Linked DNA regions of Mus musculus: region 2 is linked to region 1. A link is a contact called in public HiChIP or PLAC-seq data. All regions are on one chromosome and are shown on one strand. Each heading gives the region's core, a stretch centred on a gene start, on an enhancer-like site or on the middle of the called end of the contact. The rest is flanking DNA. Distances are from core to core; before and after follow the strand shown. Region 1 holds the start of Clk3 (CDC-like kinase 3). Region 2 holds the start of Pkm (pyruvate kinase, muscle).

Region 1 (7,336 bases), core at 2,034-4,533:
CTGGCTCTGGGGAACGGTATCGCTTACAGTGATGCATCTAGGCCACAAGAAAGAGAAAGCCCTGCTCAACACACAGCTCACTGCTTCCAGCCACAGGGCTGCCTGGTGCAGCCAGGTGCTCCTGAAGAAGAGGCCCATTGTTCTGTTTAGGGGTAGCCCCTCCCAGGGGTTTATGAAGTAAAGAAGAACTCTGATGTCACAGTGACAGAACAGCAGACAATGGGTGGATGACTCCCTCCTCTGCCAAGTGAATAAACAAACAGGTGCCTCTCCAGCCTGGCCCAGGGGCCTGAACACTCAAACTATGCAAGCCAGGGCCCAGATACAGAAGTAGATGTAGTGGGATGCTGAGCACTGCCACGGGGATGCCAAGGACAGGAGGAATGGAGAGGTTTTTTGCTCAATTTCTTCATGCCTATGGGATCCTATAACCTAAATGTTCTAGAAGCCTGGAGCTAATGAACTGGTGGCACAGAGCCAAAGTACTAAACTGAAACTTGCCTGGCTAAAGCAATGAACTGGACTCAACTCAAAGAAATTCAAAACTCTTCAGTCAGTGAGGAACCACAGTAGAAATGAGAACTCTGACCCTTGAGCAAAGACACAATGTCTCACCAATAGTCCCTACTCCTATCAGGTTCCAGCCAAGTGGGCCTGGGCCCAGAAGGCCTGCCCAGCTCTTGCTGACCCATCCAGAGTATCAGCCCAGAAAGGAGCCACAATCAGGTATCTAAGCTGCTTGCCTGAGGCAAATTTTAGTGGCCCTCAGACCAACTAGAGTCCCATACCAGGTGCTTCCTCTTTAACAGCATCATAGCCATCCCTTCTAGCTCCTCCTACTCCGGCACTCTTTCTTGTGCCCTATCTCTGAAGGAGCCAAGAAGACGTGGCTGTAGGTCTACACTGGGAAGTAGGACAAGTATTCCTTAACCACGGAGTACTTAGATCCAATACCGGAGACTCCCAAATGGGATCAGCAGCCAGTTCAGAGAGATGGCTACGTGAGTCTGGCACCGTTTTCACCCATATCCAGCCCCTTCACATTTTGTCCACCAGATGGCCAGGCATGAGAGCACAGCTTGTTTGCTTTCCAAGCCTTCAATTGCTCACACCCAACCTCTAGTAGTGCATAGTCCTAGGCTTGCCTGGCCAAGCACCTTTTAAACAAATCCATCAAGGCTGCTCCATCTCACCAGCACAGTCCAAAGATGAAATAGGTACTTGTGTATGAGCAGGATTGGGAGGCAATTTATGTAAACCTCTGGGAGCCCTAAGAAAGGCACTGTTGTTTTCACACTTATCTGAATGTCCCCCACCCCATGACCTTATGACAGGTGCTCAGGCTGTAGCCTGAAAGCAGTAGCCCATGTCTCACCAACTGACCCAAAAGACAACCTACTGGCCAGGCATACATCTTCCCAAAAGGCAAAGTGGTCCTGCCCATCCTCACCAGGCAGACAGAGCACCCTAAGCATCCTATCTGGAGGATGTTGTAATGCGGTCTAATCTACAGCAGACCAAAATTTTCCTTCTGGGACCTAAGTGGATTTCTATGACCACATATGTCTACTTGAGTGGAAAGTCACAGCCTCAGAGTCGAATGCCAACCTGCTCCACAGCAATACCACTTCACTGTTGCCTTTAGGCAAGTTATTAAACCACTTTAAGCTTCAGCCTCCTCTTGAAACAAGGGAACAATAATCTCTTACAGGCTCCATAGGAATTAAATGTCTGCCCTATAAAGTCAAAAGCCTAGCACAGGTTTGGGCCACAAGAAGTACTAAAGACAGCCTTTCATTAGCACTGAGAAGGTTCCGGCTAACACTCAGGGCTATGTTGAATGCCTTAATTTATAATTCCTTCCAAGGGACCGGGTAGGAAGTTTTGGCAGGAAACCTTGAACTCGATCCCAGTGTTGCCACTTACTGGCCCTGTGGCCTTATACAAGTCACTCTAGACCTAAATTGTCATGCCTGAAAAATGAAGATAACACCTCTCATACTGGCAAAGATGGCCCAATATTTTGGCCATGAAGTACCACACATAGGCAGTAATGGAGATAATCTCCCTTGCAACGCATCCCAGGCAGGTGAAAAATGGGAGCTACCAGGTGGCCCATGTCCTCCTCCCAGCCAGGTCGTTTGAGCCTATTTCTCACAAATTCTCCGATTCCATGAGTCCTCGGCAAAGAAGCTTTTTAAAACGTAAAGGCCACAATTATGCTTTGGGAGGCTCTGCTCTGAACAATGAAGAAAAAGGCAATGTGACCAATGAGACCAAGTTACTGGATGCCAATTTTTCTATGAGCACAGGCCTCTCTGGCTTCTCATTTGCTGTTCCTGGCTAGAGAACCGGGCTAACAAGAAGAGCAGCCAGCCAGGTCAGCGGCTGCCCTCCCGGATTCCTGCCACCCAAGCGACCCATGGTTATTTTTGGCTGGCAGTGCCCCACCACTGCAACCTCAAACCTGCCACCTCGCAATCTGCGGCTGCCACCGGGCAAAAACGCTCCTCCTTTTCAAGGGCACGGAGGAGGGAAACTGGAAGGCCGCCAACTCCGCCTTGATGGGGGCTAGACTCTGGCAATTCCCACCCAAGCATCAGGGCACCCGCACCCGGAACTAAAGCATAGAGGCTCCCGACCGGACCGAGGAGCAGCCTGGACATTTGTACTCCTGGCTTGGTCTGGCCCATTCTCCGGGATGGAGCGGTTCCATCATAACAAAACACGGAGGGGGCCGGCGGCCCGCACTCGAGTCCCTTCCTTCTGCCCGAATCCCAGGGATCTCAGAGCCCCGTTCCCCGTAACCGCCAAGGGAAGACCCGGCGACCAAAGGGATGGCCAGCCTGGGCCAGAATCAAACTCCAGGCGGCGCGCGAAGGAGATCTGCGGGCTAAGCCTCGAGCTCGGGGCAGGGAAAGCCTTTCCAGGATAGCCTAGGTCGGACGCGACCCAGCCAGCGGGCCGGCGCGGGACCCAAAGGGAAGCCTCCCAGCCGGCTCCGAGGCCGCTGGAGCTCCGCCTCCAACACCGCGGGAACCAGAAAAGGGGTCTGCAGTGACCGCCCTCAGGGAGAGAAGCGGCGGGTCAGGGGTGAGAGGTCGGGACCGCGGCCTGACGTGGGCCGAAGAGGGAAATAGGTCCAAGCCGAGACCCGACCGGGTGGCACGGTACCCGTACCGGCGTGGCCGTCCCCACCGACTCACCCCAGCTGCCCGGCCACGGGCTCGGGCCCACACTCACCGTCTCCCAGGCTCCGGCTGCGGCTAGGCCCCACTCCCCACTCCGAGCGCCTCTTCCGCTTCCGGCTCTGGCCTCCGCCCGTGGCAGCACCGCCCCCTCGCGTGACGCAGCCGTCGGCGGCCCGGGCTCGACCCGGCCCAGAGGCCTGACCGCTCTAGCCCCGAACTCGCAGACTCTGGGGGACTGGCCTGCCCCGCCAGGGTCCGGGCGACATCGGTGGAGGTCTCTTCCCGGAGGTCCCGGGAGCAGCCTCGGGCCGCGGCCTGCCCCTCTCCGTGTGGTGCTGCACGTAGGCCCCCGAGGCCGCATCGGTGCGCGACCACGGTCTGAGGACGGCTCTGGGCCTAAAGGAGGAACCCACCGGACTGCCAGGCTGGGGCCGCTTCCCCGCCGCGGCCCAGCTGTGCTCGCCAGCCTCTTCCTGCGCGCGGAGAGGACCGGCATTGTTCTCCCGGGGCCCGGGAGGGCGCTAGAGACGAAGGCGGTCGGTGCGCCCGGGCAGAGGAAGGCGGGCGCGACTCCGCTTGCGCGCAAGAAGCAAACGACACATTCTGCTCTCGGCTTGTGCGGGTTTTTTGAAAGTCCTGGTGCCACGCCCCAGCTGGCTCGAGCGAGCAGTCTCCGGGAAGATCCCCGCGAGCCTCGGCGGTGGGGTCTGACGGAGAAATCGTCCCCTTCCCTTGAACACCTCAGAGCGTCTTGCTGTCAGTCTTGCTAGGAAACCCGCGCCACACAAAAGCCCCGAGCCGCGCCGCGCTCCCGCTCTGCCACTCGAGTCACTCAGCCCGTCCTTTCGCTGCGGCATCGGGCGTGAGGCACCCAGTCTAGACCCCTCCCACCTACTGTCCAACGCTTTGTCGTGGCAGGATCATGAGGTCTTATTTTTTTTTTTTTCAGAAGAGAATACAAGTCGCGGTCCTTTGGTTGGGCCTCGCTTTGACAGCGTCCCCGCCCCCGCGCGTCGCGCAGCCAAGCGGGCGGGTGCCGCGCCTAATTGCCCCACGCCACGCGAGGTCCGCGAGGCTGCGGCGGCCGGCCAGGGCGGGGCATAGCTTTAGGATCTTGCTGACTCAACGCGGACAGCCAGGGTTTCCCAGGTGTCCCCTCCCCGTACGGGATGCGCGCCCACCAGGTGCTGTGGCTCCCTAGGCCCCCCTGCAGTGATGAAACTGCCTTTAGAGAGCTTTGCCTCTGGTTCTGACGTAATGGCCCGGCATCTTCATCACCAACCAAGTAAAAGCGGTTGAGTTAAAAAGCTGGGTGATTATGTTTTGCAAACTCAAACTGACTCATAGTCACCTTCCAACCCCACAGACATTCAACAGCCATTTCAACTGCTTCTGCCCGAGTCCTGCCCCATTGGTTTCCAGCCTAGAAGCCAAAGATTGAAATATCCAGGCGTCAGAAGATGCAGCTCCCACCTGAGGCCAGGCCCACACTGATAGAATTTCCTTCGTTCACAGGTTTCTGTGGTGTCGTCACCTCCTACCAATGCTGCCCAGCCATGTTTCCATGGCTACGGGAAAATAGCATCCTCCAGTTTAAGGCCGACATCCTCAAAAAGTTCCCATCTCCTGCCCTACCCCAAGTGTCAGAAATGAGATAATTTAGACCGTCTTCCTGCCTACCATCCTAACAGGAAAAATCAGGGCCATCTGCCTACAGCCCCCACTCTCTCTACAGAGAGGACTTCTTGCTGACAGCTGATATAGGAGCTGTCTCCTAGCCCTGTCCTCTCCAGAGGCTGCAGCTTGGCCTTCCTCCTGGATGGTCTCCCATTAGACCTTCGTCCTCTTGTCTCTCTTCATAAAACCTAGCAGAAGAAAAGAACTGGTTCTGAAGTAAAGTTAGGTTGATGAACGTCTCCCGGCATACACATCTCATCTCTGTGGTACTCTGTTGAGAGGAACCTTGGAACCGCTCCTCCACCCCTTGCTCAGCCCTGCGCTCCCCCAGAAGGAGACTTGCTGCTTACCCACTGCTCCAAAGCACCAGCTTCCACCAGCCTGTGCCCTGGGCCTGTCAAGCCTTTTCTGTGTGCCTGGTCTGTAGCTTGACTCCAGGGCACCAAGGTGATGTCCCGTTCTGCTTGTACTCAACTCCTACAGCTTCTATTTCTCTCTACCTTTCTTTTCCCCTCCCAGGTTCGTGGGCCCCAGTGCTCTCTCTTCTGTCTGCCCTTGAATTCTCCTCTGCTATATCTAGCTTTGTCCTGCCTGGAATGAATTGATGTACATTTGAGCCTCAGCTCTAAAGTCACCTCCCTGGAAAGTATCTTGGGAGAGGTCAGGTTCTTCTCTGTGCTGTGATGCCACTCTCTTGGCTCTCACCCAATACTCTGCACTTGATCTTAGCCAAAAGGCCGAGAAGCGATCACCCAATACTCTGGAAGTTCAACACAGCTTTGCTTCCCAAATCGGGCAAGAAACACCCTAACTCTGGAAGTCTCGCTTCCTCTTGGGCCTAGGTAGGGTGGACTTGTGGATGTTATGCCAGAGTGTAGGATCAGTCCTCACAGCCTGTTTTAGAGTGAACTTGGGTGATGCTGATGTAGGAAGACAAGGAGGGGCTTTGGGCCTGGAGTGGAGAGAGTCAATCTGCTTAAAGGGGGAGGGGCCTGCTGGAAGGTGGTGCCAACCTAAGAGGGACAAAGTTCTGGGAATATAAGATATGTAGGTGAGCACGGGGTCCCCAATGGAGGAGTTAGAGAAAGGAATAAAGGAGCTGAAGGGGTTTGCAACCCCATAGGAAGAACAACAATATCAACCAACTATATCCCCCAGAGCTCCCAGGGACTAAGCCACCAACCAAAGAGGATCTTTGCTCCTGCTCCTTCGCCTGCTTGCTACGTGAGACTGAGTAACTGCTAGATCCTTGGACTTCCATTCACAGCTGCGACTGAACAATTGTTGGGAATTGAGCTGCCGACTGTAAGTCATCAATAAATTCCTTTACTATCTAGAGACTATCCATAAGTTCTGTGACTCTAGAGAACCCTGACTAATACAGAAGTGGTCCAATGTAGTCAACCTGCCACCAGGTTGCTGGCTGGTCACCTCGAGGAATGGTGCCATATCTGGGGCTCAGTGTTGGTTTCTGCTGTTGGCAGATCTGGCAATCAGCAGCAGCTGTAGCCAGGTCAGCCTTGGTGAGTGGAAGCCCATGTTGCTGAGCCCAAGCATAACCTCCATCTCGACCACCATGGCCACTTTGTTCATGTGCCCATTGAGCAATGACAGGGATGGCTGGGGAGAGAGGCTGATTGTCCACAGAACGGGTCATCTTATCCACTTGATTATTGAACTCCTCCTCAGCTGAAGTCACCTTTTGGTGAGCATTTACATGGGACACAAATATCTTCACATCCTTTGCCCATTTGGAGAGATCTATCCACATACTTCTTCCCCAGATGTCTTTCTCACCAATTTTCCAATTGTGATCTTTCCAAGTCCCTGACCATCCAGCCAATCCATTGGCTACAGCCCATGAGTCAGTGTATAATCGTACATCTGGCCATTTCTTCTTGCAAACAAACTGTAATACCATGTGTACTGCTCGAAGTTCTGCCCACTGTGAAGATTTCCCTTCACCTGTGTCTTTCAAGGTTGTCCCAGAAAGGGGTTGTAATGCTGCAGCTGTCCACTTCTGGGTGGACATGGCTCCAACTGGATATGTAGCAGAGGATGGCCTTGTCGGACATCAATGAGAGGAGAGGCCCTTGGTCCTGGGAAGGCTCGATGCCCCAGTATAGGGAATGCCAGGGTTGGGAGGCAGGAGAGGGTAGAAGGGTGGTTGGGTGAGCATCCTCATAGAAGCAGGGGGAAGGAGGATGGGATAGGAGGTTTCCGGAGGGGAAACCAGGAAAGGGGATAACATTTGAAATGTAAATAAATAAAATATCCAATTAAAAAAAAAAGATATGCCGGGGCCCTGAGGGGTGGGGTAGGAGAGGGGTTCAAGTAGAGGCATCTTCTAGGCCCTTCCTAAAGCTGGAACCAGAGACCTGAAGCCTGAGAATGGGAAAGTCCCAGAGTCCTCCCACATCCTGTGAGTAGATGAAATCTCAGGAGGACTTGGTCCAGTCCTTGTGAAG
Region 2 (7,164 bases), core at 3,860-6,359, 1.9 Mb after region 1:
GGAATTAAAGGCGTCGCTACCATGCCTAGTTCCCTTATTTAATTCTAAGCACAGCTGAGGTATGTTGAACATTTCCAAATATTAATGAAAACCAGATATAAATACAGAAAATACCACAAAGTTCCTTTAAAATCCTAGCCTGCCTACCTTTTCTTTCTTTTCTTTTCTCTTTTCTTCCCTTTTCTTTTCTCTCCCTCCCTCCTTCTCTCCCTTCTTTCTCTCCCTCCCTCTCCCTCTCCCTCCCCCCCTCCTTTTCTCTCTCTCTTTCTTTCTTTTTTTTAGGATAGTTTTTCAAGACAGGGTTCCTCTGTACAGCAACCCTGGCTGTCCAGGAATTCACTTTATAGACCAGGCTGTCTTTGAACTCACAGAGGTCTGCCTGCCTCTGCCTCTCTAGTGCTGTGATTAAAGGTGGGCACAACACCATGCCTGGCAAAAGCCCAGCTTTCCAGTGATAACAATTTCAAATTCTACTATAGCTATTGCTTTCAATAAACTAGTTATTGTCTTCTGTGACCTTTATTGTATGTCACAACACCTTCTTACCTAGGTATCTTACTTGTGTTGTGGTTCCTGACATTTTGAACAAGTCAATACTACTCTTAAAGACCCTTCCTGAAGAACCTACTTCATTATCTTCCTAAGTCCTTATGACTAGTACATTATAAATGACTATGGTAGGGTTCATCTACAGTCTCAGCTTATCTTCTGGGGGCTAAGGCAGGAGAACCAGTTAAGCCCAGGATTTCAAAACCAATGTGAACAACTGACCAAGAATCCCATCTCAAAAAGGAAATAGCGAGTATATTCTAACACTCTTCTAAGACTCAGGCCTAACAGAAATAATAGTTCACCAAATGACTATCAGTGGACTCATGCAACTGAAAATCCTCCTGAGAAGACTTTGTAACCCATGATACCGTATCAGAGATTACTAGCATACTTTAGTTCTTATAAATTAGTTTCCAGGTAGTGTGCAGAGTACCTTAATATTTTGATAACATCTTATACTACTGTGTTAGTATATGTTGTTGCAAGCATGCTACATATATATTAACTCCTAATTCTCATAAAAGCCTCAGAAATAGGCCCATTTTACAGATGAGAAAATAGTCTTAGAGGATAAGGAATTTGCTATGTTCCACAGCTAATCATAGTAACCTGATTCCAGAATTCCTTTTCTGGTTCTGTGATTATAGCCTCATTTACTGCTGATAGCAAAGATAGAAGATACATTTTCTTCAGAGACCGTAAATGTATCTGGAGCAATGGTTCTCAACCTCCTTAATGCGGCAACCTCTTAATACAGTTCCTCATATTGTGGTGGCCCCCAACCATGAAGTTATTCTTGTTGCTACTTCATAACTAAGTTTGCTACTGTTATAAATCAGCTGGTGCTCTAACTCCACCTTAGGTGTGGCTCCTCACATGTTATATAGCATTTTTGGCAGTTTTAGAAATTAAGAAAAATTTCCTACTTATAAACATTTTTATATCAATGAAATCATACATATTTTATAGTTCTCCACTGGAAAACTAATCTCAGAAGTTCATAATGCCTGATAATTCAAAACATGAGATTAAAAAATTCTAGCCAAAATCAAGAATGCCTTCTGAAAGCAGGGGCTGTGGCTAGGCTGCAGCACCTCTGCTTAATACATAAAAGGTCTGGGTTCATTCCTCAGCAGTATAAGGAAGAAAAAGCCTTATCTGACAGAAGAATGCCTCTACTGCAGAGAAAATTGCTTGGTAGGGTCTGGTGTTTTTACCTGCTCACAACCATGGAGGAAGACTTGGGGGCCTGGCTACTTAGAAGGTGAAAGGGCTGGGGTCCTTAAAGACAAGTGTGAGCTACAGGACAGCATTCTTCACAGAGGCCAGTGACAGCCCACCTTTCATTTATCTGAGTGTAAGCAATCTTGCCTCACGGGTCAGGAAAAGGAACTGTTTTCCTCAATGCTAAGTAGAGAGTATATTGGACTCAAAATTTAAAAACTCCTTGAACTTCACCTTCCTTCCTATCCTCGGTAGTTTTCCATACAGGCTGGGTGTGGCCATGACTCAGTTTGTGGTAAGGATGTGGCCATCAGTGGGGGAGGAGCTTCCTTCTGCCTTTAATTCTATCTGGGAAGGAGCAGCAGTGTCTGCTGCTGAGTCATTACTGGCTCTCACGGATCACAGAATTATTCTGGATAGACCTAGTGATATCTTGGCTTCTTATAGGTGGTGAGGAGGAAGTTCTGTGGATGACACAATTCCACTGGAGCCCTCCAGCCCCAGGGATGAGAAAAAGGTAGGCTTCAGTTCATTTAGATGAACTACTAGCTTCTGGAGCAAAGGACTTTCCACAAATTGAGTTTCAGAACACCTCACACTGTCACCACCATTGGGCCAGAGATGCTGCCCTCTTAAAACTTTCTGCAGAAATAACTTTGCACAGAAGAGGACCCGAAGTCTTTTTAGTTCTAGTTGTCCTTGGAATGAGTGAACCAGGCAGCCAGCCTGTAAGGGCAGACATAGTGTGAAGAACACATCTAAGGAAAAGGTGGCACCTCTTAGGAAGAGTGCACTTGACCCACTGTTTTCCTGTCTTCGCTTTTTTTTCCCCCCTCAGAATATTCTTTATTGTTTGGTTTTTTTGAGACAAGGATTCTGTCTATCTCTGGCTGTCCTAAAACTCATTCTGCAGACCAGGCTGGCCTCAAACTCAGAGATTTACCTGCCTCTGCCTCCATCCAAATGCTGAGATTAGAGTAGTGTGTCACACCGCCCAGCTGCAGAATATGAAAGTTGTCTAATATACAATTTTTCATTGATCATTTTTAAAGTCCCTTATTGGAAAGATAATTATTTTGTCTGATGATGAACAGTAGCCACAGTGATCATTCTGTACTTCCACATGGATAAAACTCATTTCTTGAAACATAGGTGTTTCTGAGGTAATAGTTTTAATATTTCTGTGGTGTCTGATTGCCCCTGACTTAGCAGCAAACCTGGGGATATATGTCCTTTAGAATAATATGAAGTCATAGGAGAGAGGGAAGCATTGAGTTGGGCACTGTTGGACTCATTCACATATAATTAACTGATCAAACTCCACCCTGTGAAATAGGGATTGTCCTCAAGTTACTTTTAACGGACTGTACATGTTAAATTATAGGTATAGTCTATAGGGCTAGTGATTAAACTAGAACAAAGATAAGATACAACCTAACTATGTACTCCTCTATACCATGCCGATTTCTCAGCAGAAGCAAGATAGTAGGAAGTTACTGTGACACATTCTGTCATCTAATGAGAACACTTCCCATAGACCCCATTTGTGTAACTGTCAGATCATTGAAGCCTGCAGATGAAGAGCAATTCTTGGCTAGCACCAATTCTCCAGTTTAATGGATATTCATGTCAGTCTGGGTCCATATCCAGATTGGCCTGGAGTTCTGCCTCAGTCCCTAAGTGTCAAGGTCACAGACTTAAGATCACCAAGCTTTGTATCTAGATTTGTGGTGATGGTAGAGTTCATTAATGCATGTGTGCGTGCATTCCTCTGTGTGTGTGTAAAAGAGGAGAGGAGAGAGAGGGAGGGAGAAAAAGAATGAATATGAATCTATAACCGAAACCCTGACCTGCGTGGGCCTAGATCTGTGTGGCTCAGACTGACTTTGGCCTCTTGAGCGTTGGAATTACAGGTGTGAGCTACTCTGCTTGACGCACAGTATGCACAGTGGACCTCAACATGAGTAGATAGATAACTGTCACCCTGTTGAACACTATGGTTCTTTTGTGTGTGTGTGTCCAAGGCACAAAGAGGTCATTTCTTCTACCCCCTTCTCTTGCAGAAAGGAATGATTTCCTCCACAGATATAACCTCCCCCTCCCCAACTTCATGTTCTTTCCACCATAATAACCAAGCATTTACTTCCCTAAACTAAGGGGACCAAGGGGACTTATAGAAGAAACTAAAAAACTTTATTTCACTACAAATTGCATTTATGTTACCCTTCCCTCTAATCAAAACTGACCGAAAATGGGATGAAGGCCTGTGATTCAACTACAAAGAAGTGTCTGCTTGAAATGGTCACACCCATCTTTTACCAAGAAAAACAAAAGAACAAAACAAAACCAAAAAAAATCCAAAACCTAAGGTACAGTCTTCCCATTTAGAATGTGGCAACATTGTATCTGCTTTCAAAACTCTGCGGAATGAAGACTAGTGTTAACAGTTGGGAAATTAGAAAATACTTTGTAGGGAAAAAATTGTTAATGCCTCCAATACTACAAATTTAAATACATACACGCCTGAGTCAAAAACCAGTGTTGACTCCTGCATAGATAATGGCTACACGTAGGTCCAGTTCTGCACTAATTACCTTGGATTGGTTTGCTGCGTCCAGGTCCAGGCATTTTAAAAGTGCAGGATTCGAGACTCAAAGTATTAACATGGGTCCAATCTAGCCCTCCTTATTAGGAGGTCGCGCTCACGTTCCAAAGAGAGACTTAAGTTCTTCCTACCCAGCCTCTAAGTCTGGAACCCTCTAGGAGGCAGCCCAGACCTTCCACCACTCTCTTGCTCCCATCACCCCAGCTTCCCGTTCCGCTCAGCCTCAGAGGGTGTACTGGGGCGGGCGCCGGGAGGGTGGAGAGTCTCCGGGCGGGGCTGGAGGAATGTCCGTGGACCTATAAATCTGGGCACCGCCCTGGTAGGCCAGGGCAGATGGGGAGACCTGGGCAAAAGGCCAAAAAGGGAACATTTTGTAGCCGATCTAAAGCAACAGGTGGCGGTGGCGCCCGGGAACCTAGGGGTGGTGGTGGCGGCGGCGGCGCTGGCCCGGTGGGCGGGCCTTGCTCCCTCACCACTTCCCCATTGGTCAACAGGATAACCCTTGAGCAAATTTGGTCTACGATGTCCTTCCGCCACGGAAGGTAGTCCTCCTCAAAAGGGCAACCTGCTTGTCCCGCCTACCCTGAGCTTCTCTCAGGAGGTGCGGGCGCCCCGTTGAGAGGCGGGGCGCCGCCGGCCGCAGCCCGGATTGGGCGAGGGGCGGGGCTGCGGAGGGATTGCGGCGGCCCGCAGCTGTGATAACCTTGAGGCCCAGTCGGCGCAGCCCCGCACAGCAGCGACTCGTCTTCACTTGACTGACGTCCGCTCTAGGTATCGCAGCAGGAACCGAAGTACGCCCGAGGTGAGCGGGGAGAACCTAAGCCATCTGTCCCCAGAGCCGATGCCCACTGGTGTGTAACGCAGGCCTGCCTGCCCACGCGGGACTCAGGCGCCAGGCATCGAGCATCCCACTCCGGGTTGGGGAGGAGCCACACTTGAGTCCAAGTCTTAATCCTCCAAATTGAGGGTGGCCGGCTAGCTCCTTTCCCACGGTCTCATTCTGCTCTCTCTTCCATCTCAATCTGGTTCCAGCCTCTTATCTTACTATTGCTATCCTCGCCACCCTGTTCTCGCCCTGCTCCGATGCTCGTCCTCCTACATCCACTACGACTTACGACCTTCCTCTTAGCTCTGTGCCCTCATAATTCGGTGCCCTCCTCTTAATCTCTACTTGAAATAATTCCCCTACTCACCCCACCCCCACCCCCCATTCAGCCTCCGCGTTCATCCTCCTTTCAGGTCAGCGTTCTCTTCCCGCGCCAGTGTTCGCAGCTCTTCGTCGCCCCTCCCCCCTCCGATCCGGTCACGTCCGCGCCGCAGCATCCTTTCAACCTCCATATCCTCGCCCCTCCCCCTCGCAGCTTTTCCCCTCCCCCCGCATTCTAGTCACGTCCGCGGACTCCTCGTGGTCCGGTGCATGGAGGTAGGATGCAGTCACTAGCGGTCCTTGGTAATGCAGCTACAAGTTACGTAACTTTTGTATTCCCGGTGGCCTGGCAAGAAAGGTTGGCCGCTATTGCTGCCTGTTTTGTGTGCCCGCAGATTTTTGGTGGTGGGCACGGGCCCTCATTGCTCTCGCGCTCCATCCTGCGGCGGAGGGGCGGCACGTACTGCGATGCGTCTGATTAATCGGTCATGCTGCTCCCACGTGCTGGCGAGGGGGAGGGTGGGCGATCAACCCATACCCGTTCCCGACAGAAACTGGAGCCCGACGCTACCAGAACACACATAGCCCACAGAGCTCGGTCTAATTAGGGAAGCAGATTTTGTCAAGTCAGTGCTATGAGGAAGATGGGGCTGCATGCACAAGGTGGCCGGCATACTGGTTTTGAAAAAGCCGGGCATCTTCTAGTCTGAAGGCTATAAAGACCCAGTAAATACCCAGTCATAGTAAGATAAGAGCTCGACCACTTTTTCCAAATCCAGGACACTGGTAGTTTGGAAAAAGTGAACCTTATAGTGAAAATCCAGTCGTGCATGGAGGCAGCTAGGTTTTGGAATCCGGTGTGATCTATTAATATTCTTAGGTTTGGCCTCTGGTCCTGTGTCACTCCAGGCTGCTAAATTACTGGTCTCCTTGTAAGTACGGGCCATCCTCGATGTAGTGACTAACCTCGGGTGAAATATCCAGAAGGGCATGCATTATATCCTTTTGGTCAATGAATGAAGTAGTTACCTTGAAGGCTACCAACTTGATTCTGTCTCCTTACTATTTTTATGCACATTAGGGGTAAGCTTGGGGAGGCAGGTAGGCTCTGAATACCCAGTATGCCCATGGAAACAAATTCTCTCTGGAATCCCGTCAGTGTTTACAAAGTAATTAATGTTACATTGCAGCTCTCCTGAGAAAGAGCTATCTAAAGGGAGAAATCTGTGCAGCCTTTGTCTTTGGCTGTGAGGGTAGAAACAAAGAAACAGGTACCCAGATAGAAGCCTTCCGGTCCTCTTTGTTCAAGTAAGCCTTTTATGCCTTCTGGCTTGTAGGAAGTTTGGTACTGTTGCCCCAACAGTGGGGTGGGGGGGCTCAGATCAAGACTCAAGGAAGCATTGTTAGCAAATAATTTGCCCTCTGATGGCCTGATTATGCTGTAGGAAAGGCAGTGAGGGTGTTCTTTGGGAAAGTAGTGTAAACCATCACCGGGTCTGGGCAAGATGACTCAACCTTTCAACTTTGCGGCTTTTGAGAAAATTTTCTTCCTTGGGTGAGTGAGGGGACCACACTTGTTCTCTGAAGTGTTGTAAGGTTCCCTCTTTTTTAGTGAGTCAAATAGCGTGCATTTTCC

What was found. HiChIP or PLAC-seq counts read pairs in DNA pulled down with a chosen protein or histone mark.
Region 2: a FOXA1 HiChIP or PLAC-seq map of pancreatic cancer cells shows a contact between it and region 1. The contact joins the promoter of Pkm here to the promoter of Clk3 in region 1. A contact is called at or near these places in 1 of 39 promoter capture datasets (pre-B cells) and 1 of 115 datasets of contacts at active chromatin or transcription factors (pancreatic cancer cells).

Annotation. Positions count from the first base shown.
Region 1 is chr9:57,761,831-57,769,166 of GRCm38.p6, forward strand. It overlaps Clk3 (CDC-like kinase 3), which reads right to left and starts at 3,284. Exons shown (of 13, transcript NM_007713.5): 1 at 3,244-3,284; 2 at 1-37. The coding sequence starts at 37. It overlaps Gm32510 (a long non-coding RNA gene), which reads left to right and starts at 5,620. Exons shown (of 3, transcript XR_870786.2): 1 at 5,620-5,710; 2 at 6,027-6,173.
Region 2 is chr9:59,651,467-59,658,630 of GRCm38.p6, forward strand. Pkm (pyruvate kinase, muscle) reads left to right here and starts at 5,110. Exons shown (of 11, transcript NM_011099.4): 1 at 5,110-5,183. It overlaps Gm51708 (a long non-coding RNA gene), which reads right to left and starts at 4,440. Exons shown (of 4, transcript XR_003948336.1): 1 at 4,371-4,440.